4 separate regions of the Mus musculus genome follow, and all the other regions are linked to region 1. The links are chromatin contacts, called in public Hi-C and HiChIP or PLAC-seq maps. All regions are on one chromosome and are shown on one strand. Each heading gives the region's core, a stretch centred on a gene start, on an enhancer-like site or on the middle of the called end of the contact. The rest is flanking DNA. Distances are from core to core; before and after follow the strand shown. Region 1 overlaps Pacrg (PARK2 co-regulated). Region 2 has its middle 100 kb from the start of Gm34972. Region 3 overlaps Gm34799 (a long non-coding RNA gene). Region 4 overlaps Qk (quaking).

Region 1 (3,608 bases), core at 18-2,517:
ATACAATTCCGAGGGAGAAGAACAAAAAACTAAAAAAAGAAAGAAAAGGGAGAAAGAAAAAGATAATTATTTGAAGGTTCCATTCAGCAGTAGAGAGATTGCCACTGGTACTCATGATTTCTGTATCCTACAGAAAAAAAGGGGAAGGATTTTGCACACTGTTGTCTAAGGAGAAAGAATAGATGTATCCAAGGACACATTGGAAGTGATAACAAAAAGGAGTCAAGAGGAGTCAAGAGTGTGTCAGTGAGAAATACAAAAAGAAAATCAGCGAGGAACGACGGAACCATTGAAATTAAATGGTTCAGAGATGGGAAGGGGGGCAGGGAAGTATGAACAGCTGACTCAGGCACGCATTCAGATCTTGATTTATCCATTTATTATCTATGTGACCTCAGGCAAATTAATCTCTCTGAGCCCGTGTTTCCCTATTTATTAAATATAATGCATTATATTTCCAGAGATCTCATAAAAGACACATACTAAAGAGAACAGCATAGGATTCTGTAATATTGAGTTTGCTCACTGCACAGTTCTACATTGAGTCTGAGCTAGCCCACCTCACTGCACAAATGTGGTTCTACATATGAGCCTGAGCTAGCCCGCCTCTCGACAGCAGCTTGGAGGTTTATACATAGGATCAGTGTCTCACTGTTGCTCAGAAAGAATAGAAGCTTGTTTTACTCTTTAGGGAAGAAAGGATTCTCTGCTCACATGTACTCAAATATCTATAAGAACGGTGGTGGGTTGTTCAGTTTATATGTATTAGTGACAACCTAAGGCTTGAGTTTTCTTCAAAGTCCAACGTTGCTGGTTGTACTATGCCTAGACCCTTGGACTAAAAAGACACACAAACTGTGGGGTTTGTCTTTGATTTTATAAACAGAAGTAATGAGTCCTGGTTCAGTCACATAATTATCTGATTATTCACTTAAAAAGTATGAGCTGAACACATGCCTCACATGTGGGATGATGCTAGGGCAGAGTGTCTTCCAGTACTTAAACTTGGGACCTGCTTAGAGGGCTTGTAGGGCCTTCTGCCAGGCAGCACTCATGCAGCCACTATGGGATTTGGGTAGGATTGCTGGCTGAGGCTGTCTATGCCACACAGAGTATTCTCCTGATACACTTCTCCTTATAACAGGAGCTTGATGTAAACAGGACAACTGTGGGACCTGGAATTTCCTGTCAATCACTGAGCAGCTGAAAGAGGGGGAGGAGAAAAAGTAAATAACTTCACATTAATCTTCAACCAAGGTCTAAGCTAGGACAAAGCTCACAGGATCCTCCAGTGAGTCTACCTTGGGCATGGGACAGATTCTGGTGCTCAGGCCAGGCCCTGTCAGTACAAGAGACCCAGGAATCAAGTCTTGAGTATGATTGCATCCCATCAAGGTAGCTATCCTCCTCCTGGCACATAATCTGTGTCTTTTCTCAGTTATTACAGTTTTACTTCCTGGATGAGGGAGCAGGAATAGAAGCAGCCAAACAGGTCCAACTGGATCCCAGGGATCCAGTGACCTGAGCTGAGACCTTTTATCTTTGCATCCATCATAGGTTGGAAAGAGCCTTTAGCCCCAAGAGGTGCATAAATAGATGTGCTGCTTCAGCCACAGCTTAGCTACTATAGGTTGCTTATATCAACTGCTCTTTCCTGTAAACTTTCCCATAACTTTTCTGGAAATATTTCCCTTGCTATGTAGAGTGTTGAGAGATTAAAGGAAGGTGCTTCTCCCACCACAACTGGGGACAAAAAGGGGTCTGAAAGGCCTCTTCCCCTGCTACTACCTCATTTCCTGTTTCAAGCACATGACCAAAGATGTCTTCCCTCCTCCCCTATAGCTGTGCAAGTTAAAAGAGCACATAACAGTCGTGTGGGAAACTCTCTGAAGCTGCATACCTCCTGCCTTCTGCATCTTGACACCTTCTGAGCTCTAAAAGTTCCTCATAGGACATATGTTCCTGGAGCCTTGCCACAGATGCTAGGAATCCATCTCCAAAGACTAGGACCTTCAGTGTGACAGAAAGCTGGCCGCATTGCAGGTATCCTTCCAGTGAGGCCTCTCCATAGGGCACTACAGAACACTACCACACATGGACCGTTAACAGAGATTGTAGCAGAAATAGCAAAAGTGATTAGCATGGCTTGAAAAGATTCATGATAAGCCAGTTTACTCAACACGTAACCCATCATTCTATGACAGCATTTATCCAGGCTGTGATGCGAAGGGATATGGCATTAACAAAGAGATACAGTGGCTAGGGGGTAGGTTGTAGTTTCTAACTCAGCCAACTTTGGGGTATTCCCCAAGATGACAACCTCATTGCCTCAGTTTCTTTCTCTCTGTGTCTCTGTCTCTTTCTCTCTCCTCACCTGTCCATTTTATTCAATAAAAAATTTAAATAATAAAATTTTGGAAAATATACAAGATTCCAAATATTTCTATTCTCGTGGATCTTAAAGTTTAAATACTTTTACTATTTGTATTTATTATATTTATAGTCCTAGAAAATTGGAACTCTTAAAACAATATTTAACATATTGTTACAAATAACACATCAGGGATGGCCACTCAGATCCAGCTTATACTCAGTTTAAAGTCTTTATTCCAGACATCTGGGACTACACTCAGATATTCAGGACCCAAGTGTAACCAGAGACTTTAGAGCAAGTGTTTTTTAAAGGCAAAAATAAAATAAAATAAAATAAAATAAAATAAAATAAAATATCACATGCTAGGCAGCTGCAGCAGGGGGGTTTTGCACAAGCAAGCAGTTTAACAGAAGCTAAGGTAAGTTAGTTGGGGCATCTTGACCTTGGGATCCTACAACAGAGTTGGGTGATTTTTCACAGGATTCTCCATGAAGGAGATCAAATTCCAGTTAAACCTGAAATGACCTCAGCCAGAATACAAGACGGAAGAATCTCTGCACTGTCTCACTCTATCATGATATCATTTAATATTCTTATACTCTAATTTTATTTTTGGTACAGGGGATTGAACCTGGGGCCTTGTGTGTGCTACAAACATGCTCTGTCATCTAGCTACACCCTCCTCAGCCTCTGTAACCTTTGCATCAACTTTTTCTAAGGTTGACCTATGAGTGAGAACAGGTATCATGTGTTAGCTGGTTTAATAAGACATTGGACCAAGAATACATCAAGTTATTAATGGGTCATCAAGAAGTCCCATTAACCCTTTCAGGTCCAACATTGGATTGCTTCAGTTCTCACAGATGCTTCTGCCCTTGAGTAAAGCCATGCTTTCTAGTGCTCTTTCCTGCCAGCTGGGGGGTGGGGCGGGGCGGTGTAATGCACATTTCCTTTGCTAACAGAAGGGAAGGAATGCACAGCCCTGTAAGATGCAGCTCTTCTTGTCCATTGTTCTGCTCCCTGATACATGTTGACAGCAGATTTACAGGAAGTGGCCTCACCTAATTTGCATCTGTATTGATATATTTGGTGAGTAGGGAAGGAAGTCAGCAGATTACACTGTAATCAGGGGAGGGAGGGAGGACTTCACATACTCTCTCAATGACTACACAAATGCATCAGATTTTTAAACCATATTCTTACACAGTAAATGATTTGCATGAAGCGCCAGAAC
Region 2 (3,453 bases), core at 193-2,692, 700 kb before region 1:
TTTATAAACACATCACCCAGCACGTGGAATATTTCCCACCACAGGTAATATGACAACCAATACCAACCACCCTAGGAGTGTGTGCTCTCTTGACAGAGATTAGAGAACTCTGGTCTCTTGCTTTTCTCCAGTTCAAGCCCTAGCCATGAGGTAAACAGCTTTGCTCTGTCATGGGCTCCCACCAGGATGAGCCACTGCAGTAGTAAAGCCACAAGAACCCACTGGTCATGACTAGAACATCCTAAGGGAAAGCCCAAAAGAAGAAGAAAAACCTTTTCTCTTTGTAAGTTGATTATCACTGGTCCTTGTTACAGTAACAGACAACTGACAAACACGAAGTATTGGTTCCCACAGATTTCTGAGCTGAGGGATATCTTAAAGGATGTTAAAGGACTGAACTCCGGGGCTTTCTAAACAGTGAGTGTTGGAGACACATCAAAAGTTCGGTCTGTGCTTATGCCAACTCTTAAGAACTAAGATGTCAGAGGAAGAGCTCAGGGTTTCTCATGAAAACAGCAAGGAAAGATGTAACAGAGGAAGATCTACCAGGTGTCAAGTACAAACGGGCAGAGCTTGGAGCCCACTGTTGAGCCCTGAAAAAAGCTAGATTAAATCTTAAGTCACAAAAGGTGATTACTGTTTTAAAAATCTTTACTCTTTATCAAACTTACTTTTTAAAATCATTCCAAAAACCTTAAAATTAATAAATTTTAAAATCTCATAGTTAGATTAACTTGGCTGTCATCCTATAAAAGGAAAAAGATTACATAGCAAAACCAAAGATTGTTTTCCCCACAGAATTAAATAACTACAAAAATTCCCTTGAAGGCCCTTTGTCCTAAGCAGTTCAGTTGGAATCTCTGGGGGCAGGAGGAGCCAGCTGTCTAGCCAGTCTTGGGGTTACGGTCCCTGCCTCAGAGAAGAAACTGGTCCCTTTCGTTCTCACCAGTGTTCATGAGTAGAACATTGGATGTTCCAAATCTGCCTTCATCCCAGCTGCCTCACCACATTACCAGAGTGTGCTGGGCTCTAAGACTGCAGCTATCCCCATGACGGTGAGATGATCAGATAAGGAGGCAGAATAACACCGTTAGCCACACTGCAGCCTGCATTCTGGTCCTGCTGACAGAGCAATCAAGGAAGCATGGCCCTTGGTCCTGGCCCTGACCATCCCACCTGGGAACTGCTTTTCATAATAATTTGAGCCGCTGGCCTTCAAGATTTTTTGTTCTTAAGGAGAAAACTATGAAGTGTGAAGATCGTTCCCGAATAGCCCAGAGCACTGAGAACAAATGCTTTCTGGGCATGAAATCTCCTGAGGATCCTTCCTTTCTAGATGCCAAATAGGTTCTTATAAAGGTAATGGTCAGACTCTCTGCGGACATACTGAGGTCACAGCCCTTTGTAAACATGACTTCCTCAAATGACGCTTGGAGAGCAACTTCCAGCCTGCTTCCTCATCTTTAAGTTGAGCTCAAAGGGTAGTGCAGATTCTATTTATAGCATTTTCTAGTTTCCTCTCAAGTCATACTAATGATGGCCAAGCTTTTAAAATAAAGGCATATCTCAAGTTCAACTTCCTGAGATGACTTCACAAGCCAGTAATTTAGCATCCACTCATCGTTAAGTCATAACCAGACAGCTGTTTGTGAGACTCACTTTCTACAGCTTCCTAAGGCGGCACACAGGGCCCTCATTTCCAACCCCCCAGGATGTGACTCTCTGTTGACACTGAAGTTCCTGCACTTCTGAAGAGCCTTCTGTGTCAGGAAAAGTGCACTTCCTTAGACTCAACAACGCTCAGGCATTAGTGAGATGGCACAGTCCATATTGACTTTGCAGTTGCTATAGGCTAAATTTTGTGCACTGGGATCCCCAACCCCCAGTAGCTCAGAATCAAACTATTTGGAGAAAGAAGCTTAAAGAGATGGTCAAGTTAAAATTGAGGTCTTAGGTTCAGACCCCAACTGAATCTGACTTGAGTTATTCCTTGAAGTCTAGAGTATAGAGAGCTAAAGACCCCAGACACTTGCGCATAAAGCCATGTGAAATGGCAACGAGCCGGTAGCCTCCTGAAAGCCAGGCGTCCTAAAGGGAAAGAAAGGTCTCTTCCAGCCAGAACCTTGAGCTTAGGATTTCAGTTTTTAGAATTGTGGGGAATCTTATTTTCATCTGGAGCAATTCACTCTGGCAGCCCTAAGAAACACACATACAACTCATCTCAGATGCATGAGAAAAAAATGGAGACTCTCAACCCATCAACCAGATTCTTAGATTCCATAAGCCACATTCAAGGGTAGGGTCAGACCACCTCAAGTCGTGATTTAATTTTCCACGTGGGCTAGTGATAACCAAGACCTGAAAATCTCAGGAACATGTCATTTTTTCTCCCTCTCTCTTTTCTGTTTCCCTTTCTTCTTCTGTGCTTTTATATGCAAAATTAATGTCAACAATAACAGATCAAAGTTGCTACAAAGATAGTACAAACTATTATATAATAAGAACTAATCTAAGTGCTTCATAATTGGCAAAGGAGGGTACAATGTTGTGGGCTCAGCTCTAAGTATCTTTTCTCAGCCTCTCCTGTTTCCCACCTCTTGCCAGTCCCAGCCTTCACCCCACAGGTGCCAGCTGTCTCGGCAATGCACAGTGAAGCCCACGCCCCACTCCTGAGACCTGACCCCTCTGGCTCTCATTGAGTGCACATAGATCCCAGCGACTCTCTGACTGCTCAGCCGCTTCCTAGTACAGTGAAATGTTCCACCACAGAACTCAACATAACTCTGAGAATCTGTGGATGCTTTGCAACAGGAGACTCCCTGGACTCTCTTAGCTATCAACTGCTCCCAGCTTCCAGATAGTTCCATCTGGTCTAGTGGCAAGCAACCATGACTCAGCATTCTTGGTCCCTGTGGATGACAAAGCAACTATCCGGTGCTATCTTGCCATATGCTGGGGATTTATAAAGTGTATGGAAGGAACCAAGCTGCCTAAGGATCTTCAGACCTGAATCCAGATGTTCTCCAGAAGTTGCCCCACTCCAAAGAGATGATGAGGCAGGATATATAAGGGCTTGAGTGAATCCAAACTCATTTCTTACCATCTAATAAGAATAACTCCTTAAATAAATGAGTATATGTGAAAATTGAGGTTAAAAATGACATTTGGTTTGCAAGGGTGCGAGAAAAACTTTTGGACTTCCAGTTACATGAATTTACATGTCAGCATACCAATTGGGTCTTAAAACAACATGCTACCATCAAGAATTGATCCATCATGTGAAACTCATCAAACTGTGGTGCACACCGTGGAGGACCCAGCATCTCTGCTTTCCTCTTTCTAGAAACACAAGATTCCCTCTCCTCGTTCCATTTGTAGTTGGGCAGAGCCACACCGAGCCCTTAAGAACTTGTTTGTGATGACCGTTTTCTTCCTGACCACAGCCAACCTTGA
Region 3 (3,634 bases), core at 475-2,974, 890 kb before region 1:
CCTGAGAAACTCCCTCTCTTTCAGAAAACAGAAATTATAGGGTCTGATGCTGGCAGGGAAGAAAGGTGTATAGGGCTGTAAATAGGTTAGCCCTGATACAGTGGCCACGCATGGCCCATTACTGACATTATCCTCTTCAGGGGTGCTCTGCCCATTAGCCAGGAGAGTTATAAGAATGAACGTGGATAACGAGAGACCAGAGAGTACTCTTCATATCCAGTCCTAACCACACTGGAATTACTGCAGGGTCTGTTTGTCCCTTACCCCATGCAGATTCAGAGAGCCTCTTCTTCCTTCCCTCCAGTTGAGGTGGATGGGAAGGGAGGGTGTGGTGACAACTAGGGAACAAGACCAATGAGACAGGACTAGGATAGGGTTAGAAACCCCCTGGCCCTATAAGCCAAGACAAAGGGAGAGGGCACAGAAATGGCTGTACTATGCTTCCAAGCATGTCAATGTCAAGGCTTCTCCTAATAAATCAGGGCTGTGAACAGATCGCAACACACTCTGAGACACTAGCGGACACTTGTTGATGTCAAGTACCTCGAGGCCTTCACACTATACCTGCATCAGAGCATCAAAGCTTGAGAAGTGGATGCATTTCAATGGAGCCACTTACTCTTTCATTTCAAGTATATTCCTCAATAGATTCTTCAAGTCAAACAAAGGTACAATTAATTGAATCATAGACACTGAAGAGCACAGAAATAGAACCACAGATGAGAGCTCTATTCACACTCTAATTGCTTCCTGCAAACATAGGCCTCTCCAGACACCACTGCCTTAAACTGTACCTGTGCACCCATAACCCTATAAACCAAAAGCAAACAACAGCCACATATGTGGACCAAACACACTTTCAGCCCTATGCAAACATTAGGAATCTAGATCTCCATAGACCAAGTTGCTTACAGTAGTGTTGTCAAAAGGCAGAGGACTTGTCCCAATACAAACCATAAAACTAGGAAGTTTAGTATGCAGTTGGGTGAATCACAGAAGATTGTGACCATTCTAAGACAGTGAGGAGATGGCTCCGTGGCTGCAGTACTTGCTACATACGCATAGGAATCTGAGCTTGGGTCTGCAGCATCCATATGAAAGGCTGCTGGTAGCAATACACAGCTGTAACCCGGCATGGGGCAAGGACCCTGGGGGCCCCATGACCAGCTAATTCAACAGACATAGTGAGCTTCCAGGTTCAGTGAAAGAGTGTCTAAAAAAAAAAAAAAATCAGTCAGCAAAGCAATGGACAGAGGCAGCTCAATGTTAATGCTGGCCTCTACACATTCTTGCACACATGAGAGAACCTGCACAAATACAGATACACACATACTTACAGGAAAACTGGGATTACATGTGGGCAAGATGTTTCATACCACACTGCTGTTGGTGCTTAAGGAAATGGCAGGTCACCTGACATGGTTGTCATGCTCCAATACCACCTCCAGATGGCATAAAGACCATCTCAGCCTTGATCCACAAAGGAAGGGCCAGGGGCACTATGGATCTCTCCCTACTGTACTTTAGGATTTAATGTTTGAAGCACACGCAAAAGTCTGTGGTCCAGCATTGACTTAGTTCTGCCAGAGCCGGGGACCTGGGAATGGTGGTTTTGTCCTGGATAACTGGGGAACCACCAGCTGAGTGCATCCCAGGCTGAGCACTACATGAAGCCAGAAATGTTTTTCAGAAAGCAAGAACAGGAACGAGATTGACTTGTTTGTCTGCAGCCACGATGAGTCATTTGGCTGTGAATAGTTGCTGTTGGCTATGAATGGCCACTGTTGATAGAGGGGCAGAAGAAATATCAGATTCTTCCAGCATCTAAGTGTTGAGTCCAGGAGTCAGGCATAAAAAGTGTTTGGGGGAACTACTGCTGACCCTTGCCAAATTTTATTCGTTCATGGCAAAATGAGGGGGAAAAAATGACAGAAGGAGTTTTCTGTAAACTTAAATACAGTCATGAATATTGTCTTATTTGAGAAATTAATTTTCCATCCTGCCTTCCATGTCAAATATCCTTTTCCTTGTGCAATTATAATGCTCTGTAAGATAGAGTAGCTATTTGATTTTGTTTATGATGTCCTTGCTGGCAAAACATGAGATGGGTGACACTGTCAGTCTGCACTTTCTCTCTCAGGCTTTTACCAGCTGGGAAATGGAAAAGTGAAGCCGAGAGAGAGAGCAGGAAGGCAGCTGCCATGAGGGGTGAGGGGCCTTTACTCTCTTTCATTATAAACTTTTGGCAAAAATGACTGAATTGTCTCAGCAACACCCAAGAGCTCTGGTGAGTGGCTGGCTCTGTGTGTGTGTGGGGGGGGGGGGGGGGGGGCTGAGCACCGGAGTGTCCTCCTTTGCCTCCTAGGCCTCCATTTATGTTCTAGGCCAGAAAAATAGATGGAGGACCTTTTTAACATGGAGCACAAGGTATTAAACAAATGTCACTATGTCAAGCGCCTATGTCCCTCATTAGAATTAAAATCCACAGTGTCCTCATCTTTCTAAACACAAGTCATGCCAAGATGCAGTTCTAAGGACAGGAGGCAGGCAACGTGCTCTGCGGATGAGTCTGGAGAAGAGTGTGGGTGAGGGGCTGTGATTAGTGTTTCTTGGTTCAAAGTTGCCTCCCGATCACTTCCTCTCTGGGAGTCTCTTTCCAGCCAGTTTCTCTTAAGTCTTTTAGAGCAGCGCGTCCTTCACCTCCTGGAATTTGCTGTTTCCTTTGTTTTTTGCTCTCTTGACCTACAGCAGTTCATCTCTCTAACCAGGGCCACTTGCTATAGAGCGTTTCCATCTCCAAACGTCTGGCACAGGTTGGACCGGAGACAAGCATGTCTTCTTCAGTTTAACTGTCTGGCGGGACAGACCCCTCCCACCAGAGTCCTGTAAATGGGTTCACCCGCACCTCTGTTCTTGCATCGAACAGGTCTGCCTATGACCCCATGCTTCTCTCTTGGCAATCATTTGCTCAGTCACTCAACAGATTTTATTCTCGAAAGTATGTGAAGAAGTGGCTGTGTTCTCAACATGTGTGATGCTCTCATCCTCAGTGGCTTAAATGTCTCTCCCTCACAGGAGAATGCCTTGAAGGAGGTGGTGTGGCCATTGCCATTTCCAGTGCTTGGCACAGAGTGTATATGTAGACAGTGCTCTGACAAAGAGAAAACAGCGTAATCATGTCCTTTTGAGGACACTCTGTGTCCTGGGCACTAGGGAAGCAACATATGTATTAATTAATTATGTCATTGAAAACTCCACATTGTCCTACCCCTTATTTATTTATTACCCCTTCTACAAAAAAGAAACTGGGGTTCAGAGAAGTCAAGTGATTTGGCCAAGTTCAAGCAGATGATACCTGATAGAGTCAGGATTCGAGCACAGAAAATTGGTTCTAAGTTCTTCTCAGTAGAACATTGCACCATTCAGTCACAATGCTTATTGAATAAGTTAATGAATGGACACACCCCAGGAAGCAGAGATGATAACATGGCTAATAAATGCTTGCTATGTTAGCAAGCACGAAGCCCTGAGTTGGATCTTCACAACTCACACAAAAAAATCCCCAACCTGTTGGCAGGTAGAAGGAATCCCAGAGCTGGGGAGACAGGTGGGTCCCTCGGGCTCACTGGCTAGC
Region 4 (3,352 bases), core at 435-2,934, 530 kb before region 1:
GTAAATAAATCAAAACCATATGTGTAACAGAAAGACAAAGCAGTGGTACATTAAATCAAAGCTAGCTGAGTACAAAACAAGGACTGTCTATTGCATAGTAAATAAACTGAAAATGGTTCCAAGTGAGACAGAATAATGGAGAGGTCACCATGAAGGTGACCAATGAGCTTCCTGCTGACCTTGACTGTGAAGCCATGAGGGTATGGAAGAGGGCATGAGTTGATGAGCCAGGAGTCCACAATCACTTGAGATTTGCCACATCTGGTACTGAGCGGTTAATGACTTATTAACGCAAGTGTTTAGATGCAGGCTTTGCACACGGACTGCTTCAACTACAAAACTGTTTGACTTTCAAGAGAGAAACTGGAGAGGAGAAAGAATGGAGCAGAGCAGTCACTGAACACTGTGATGCGGGCTTTCCACGCTCCTTTAGAGTTAAAAAGTTTAGGAGCAGTTACTAAAGCCAGCAGAGATGGACTACATAAGATATCTGATTAGATTTATGTTACTTAACACTTTTTCAACAATAAAAAATTTCAAAGATTCATTTTTGTGAAAAAGTTTTTTAGGCATTACAATTATTTCTAATTGGTAAGGAAAAATTCCATTGTATCCCTCTTCTCCAAATAAAATAAAGCTCTAATTTAATTTTGTCTGCAAACTGATGTTCAGATCTTACATAATTTTTTTCTAAACCTCAGAATCTTTGGGCTAACACTGAAGACGGTAATAACCAAAAGTACTAATTATGATTTGTAAAAGAATGACATTTTAAAATTTACTAGTCAGACATTAGAAAAGCTATCAAATTTTTTCACAGTATCAGATTTGGCAAACTGGCATCAAGATAATGTGACACAAATCTTATAATTTAGACCATCAACTCATTTGTCTCCTCTCATATCTCCTTTCACATACTGGGCGACTGAGGAACATGCAGTAACTTTATTCTGAGGGAGGAGCTGATCTTACAGGACACTTGACTAAATGACCATGAAGAAAAATAAGGCACTTTCTTTTTCATTAGACTTATTCCAATACTTAAAAAATAAAAAAGAAAGACAAAAAGGCTCTTTTGGTCTTTTGTTTCTTGACAACCACCAGAAAAAATCATTTAATGAAATAAAGGGTTTCTTTGTTCTTTTTCTTTTTTTTTATAACACTTGAAAGTATAAAATGCTACATTTCCAAAAATATATATATTTTTTTCTGCACCAGCACCCTTGTATAGTAAAAGTATCTACTTTTTTGTTCATTTGTTTCAATGCACTACACTTTATCTACAATTTCATTACATGTATACAGCAAATAGGCAAGCATGGCTTTTACATCCTTAATGATATTTTCTATACAGGGAGGTTTAAAAAAAATATTTGAACAGTTTGCCCAGTAATGTGACACATAATGCATGTACCTTGTTCTCATATAATTTTTAAGGTGGTGTAAAATAAAGATTTGGAAATTTTAACTCAGATACTCAACTTTTTAAAAAATAGTGTTGTAGTTTTGTTCTTTGCATTTCTTTTCAAAACTCCTTGTTAAGTTTTTCTCTCATGGCACACTTTGTTCTAATACTTCAAATTTTGGCAGGCAATATAAAAAGGCTGCAATGTCTGCCCTTTGAGGGCACTGTAGTGACTAAACAAACAGCATGTCAAATTTTGAATACTTTTGAAGTCACTTCCCCAACGACATCCCTGACCGAAGGTTCATGCATGATGCATTGTCACACAGTACATTCAGAGAGAGCTTTGACTTCGCTAGGAGAAGAAAAAAATTCCTACAAGTCTCTCACAGTAACTGCCTCTGTCACTGAGTAGTTAGGGCCATCTGTCTCCCCTTCTTAAGAGAGGCCTTCTTACCGTTCGCTTGGGGTGGGGCATTGAGAGATGATCAGTGCTGTGGGATGAATCGGGCCTTATTGCTTTACTACTATTCAGTGCAGGTTCTAGAACCACTTTCACCCAAACAGGGGGGGAAAAGCTGAGTTGGAGGACAATTTCTTTGTCTTTTGTTTGGTTAGATGGTAAGACGAACGGACAAGTGCCTCAGCTCGCTGCACTGACGACAGGCAAGCAAAGGCGATTACCAGTTAACTGATCAGCAGGCAGGCATGGTCAGGTCATCATTGGGTGAAGAGTTCAGAGGTCAGAAGGTCATAGGTTAGTTGCCGGTGGCGGCTGGGTGGTTAGAAACAAAAAACAAAACAAAAAAAGAAAAGAAAAGATAGAGAAGAGATTAGTTTCAGCTAGTGACAGCTTAATGACAACATGAAAACTAATCACAACTAATAAAAAAAAGGCATGTTGAATTCTGACAAACTGATTGACACCATCTACAGAATACAATAAAAATCATGACAATTTCATATCATGATTTGAACAAATGAAGAAGAGCCCACTCCCACAAAAAATAATTTGAAAAACCCGACTTGTTAAAAGAAAAAAATAGAAATAAAATACAGCTAACAACTAATAGTTAGTAGCAGTCAATGAAGGAAATTGGAAACAATGATGAACAGGTTTGGTATAAAGAATTCTGAACAGTCAGTGCAGTTATAAGTATCTGACTGCTATTAAGCATTAGTATTCTCTCAGATGCAAGCAATAAAGCAACTATTAATGATGGATGTGATTATTAATAACTGATGATTAACAGAAATGGATCTAAAGAAATTTAAATTGCTATGAACAATTTGGTTCAACATAAACTCTGGGCCAAACAAAGTTTCTTTTGTTCAATAAATGTTTATTGCTTTTTCAATTATTCTATTTACAAACAACATGGAATTTCTTGGCCTCATGATACAAAGCAATACTGTAGTCTAGCAGTGTAGGCAACATCATGGGAACCAGAAAAAAGGCCAGGCCTTTTGCACCAGCCAACATTTTCCAGTTGAAAATACTAATTTACACATATAGAACACTTATAAAATGCACTTGCATGTAAACACTGTAAAATCCTGCCATTTAAAACTCTATACCTCAAAGAACTCTAAGTACATAAAAAATAGAAGAAATTTCTAACTGATACCAAGAAGGCATTTTTAAAACTACAAACAGCTTTCTTTATTCAATTTCAAAGCTAATACTCTGCAAATACAATAAAATCTGACATTTCATATACATTCCTGCTTTATATTTTTATATTTTAAAAGAAGCCACCTGTAAATACTATTTTCTTTTGCAAAGTAACAAAAAAGAACAAAAAAAAATTTAAAAAATTACAGTAAAACATAAAGTAGTTCTCAAGTGGAAAAGTTATCACTCCAAAGTCCTTGAGTAGCTCCTTCTTTAATCAACCTCTCACATTCTACTTCATCAAACTTGGTCCACTTAACAGTAGTATAATT

What was found. Hi-C and Micro-C count contacts between places; a contact is called where the count stands out from the background. HiChIP or PLAC-seq counts read pairs in DNA pulled down with a chosen protein or histone mark.
Region 2: a contact with region 1 is called in a FOXA1 HiChIP or PLAC-seq map of pancreatic cancer cells. The contact joins two enhancer-like sites. A contact is called at or near these places in 3 of 115 datasets of contacts at active chromatin or transcription factors (embryonic fibroblasts, embryonic stem cells and pancreatic cancer cells).
Region 3: an HNF4G HiChIP or PLAC-seq map of pancreatic cancer cells shows a contact between it and region 1. The contact joins two enhancer-like sites. A contact is called at or near these places in 2 of 115 datasets of contacts at active chromatin or transcription factors (embryonic stem cells and pancreatic cancer cells) and 1 of 9 other capture datasets (embryonic tail).
Region 4: a Hi-C map of liver shows a contact between it and region 1, with 2.7 times the contacts expected there. The contact joins two enhancer-like sites. A contact is called at or near these places in 6 of 484 Hi-C or Micro-C datasets (adipose-derived mesenchymal stem cells, cardiomyocytes, cerebral cortex and 3 more), 3 of 115 datasets of contacts at active chromatin or transcription factors (all in embryonic stem cells) and 2 of 9 other capture datasets (embryonic stem cells and embryonic tail).

Annotation. Positions count from the first base shown.
Region 1 is chr17:10,736,899-10,740,506 of GRCm38.p6, forward strand. The region is part of intron 2 of Pacrg (PARK2 co-regulated); the gene reads right to left. Among named protein-coding and RNA genes, the nearest start is that of Gm16169, 69 kb to the right of the region's middle. Within about 2 kb of position 1,268, at least 9 of the 459 cell types and tissues checked have an H3K27ac peak or open chromatin away from gene starts, as enhancers often do. A contact at or near this core is called in liver and pancreatic cancer cells, where this site is marked.
Region 2 is chr17:10,039,574-10,043,026 of GRCm38.p6, forward strand. No RefSeq gene overlaps it. Among named protein-coding and RNA genes, the nearest start is that of Gm34972, 100 kb to the right of the region's middle. Within about 2 kb of position 1,443, at least 43 of the 459 cell types and tissues checked have an H3K27ac peak or open chromatin away from gene starts, as enhancers often do. A contact at or near this core is called in pancreatic cancer cells, where this site is marked.
Region 3 is chr17:9,844,202-9,847,835 of GRCm38.p6, forward strand. Gm34799 (a long non-coding RNA gene) reads right to left here. Exons shown (of 2, transcript XR_003952248.1): 2 at 507-3,634. Among named protein-coding and RNA genes, the nearest start is that of Gm34799, 61 kb to the right of the region's middle. Within about 2 kb of position 1,725, at least 40 of the 459 cell types and tissues checked have an H3K27ac peak or open chromatin away from gene starts, as enhancers often do. A contact at or near this core is called in pancreatic cancer cells, where this site is marked.
Region 4 is chr17:10,207,452-10,210,803 of GRCm38.p6, forward strand. It overlaps Qk (quaking), which reads right to left. Exons shown (of 8, transcript NM_001159517.1): 8 at 1-2,180. The coding sequence ends at 2,164. Among named protein-coding and RNA genes, the nearest start is that of Gm34972, 63 kb to the left of the region's middle. Within about 2 kb of position 1,685, at least 16 of the 459 cell types and tissues checked have an H3K27ac peak or open chromatin away from gene starts, as enhancers often do. A contact at or near this core is called in liver, where this site is marked.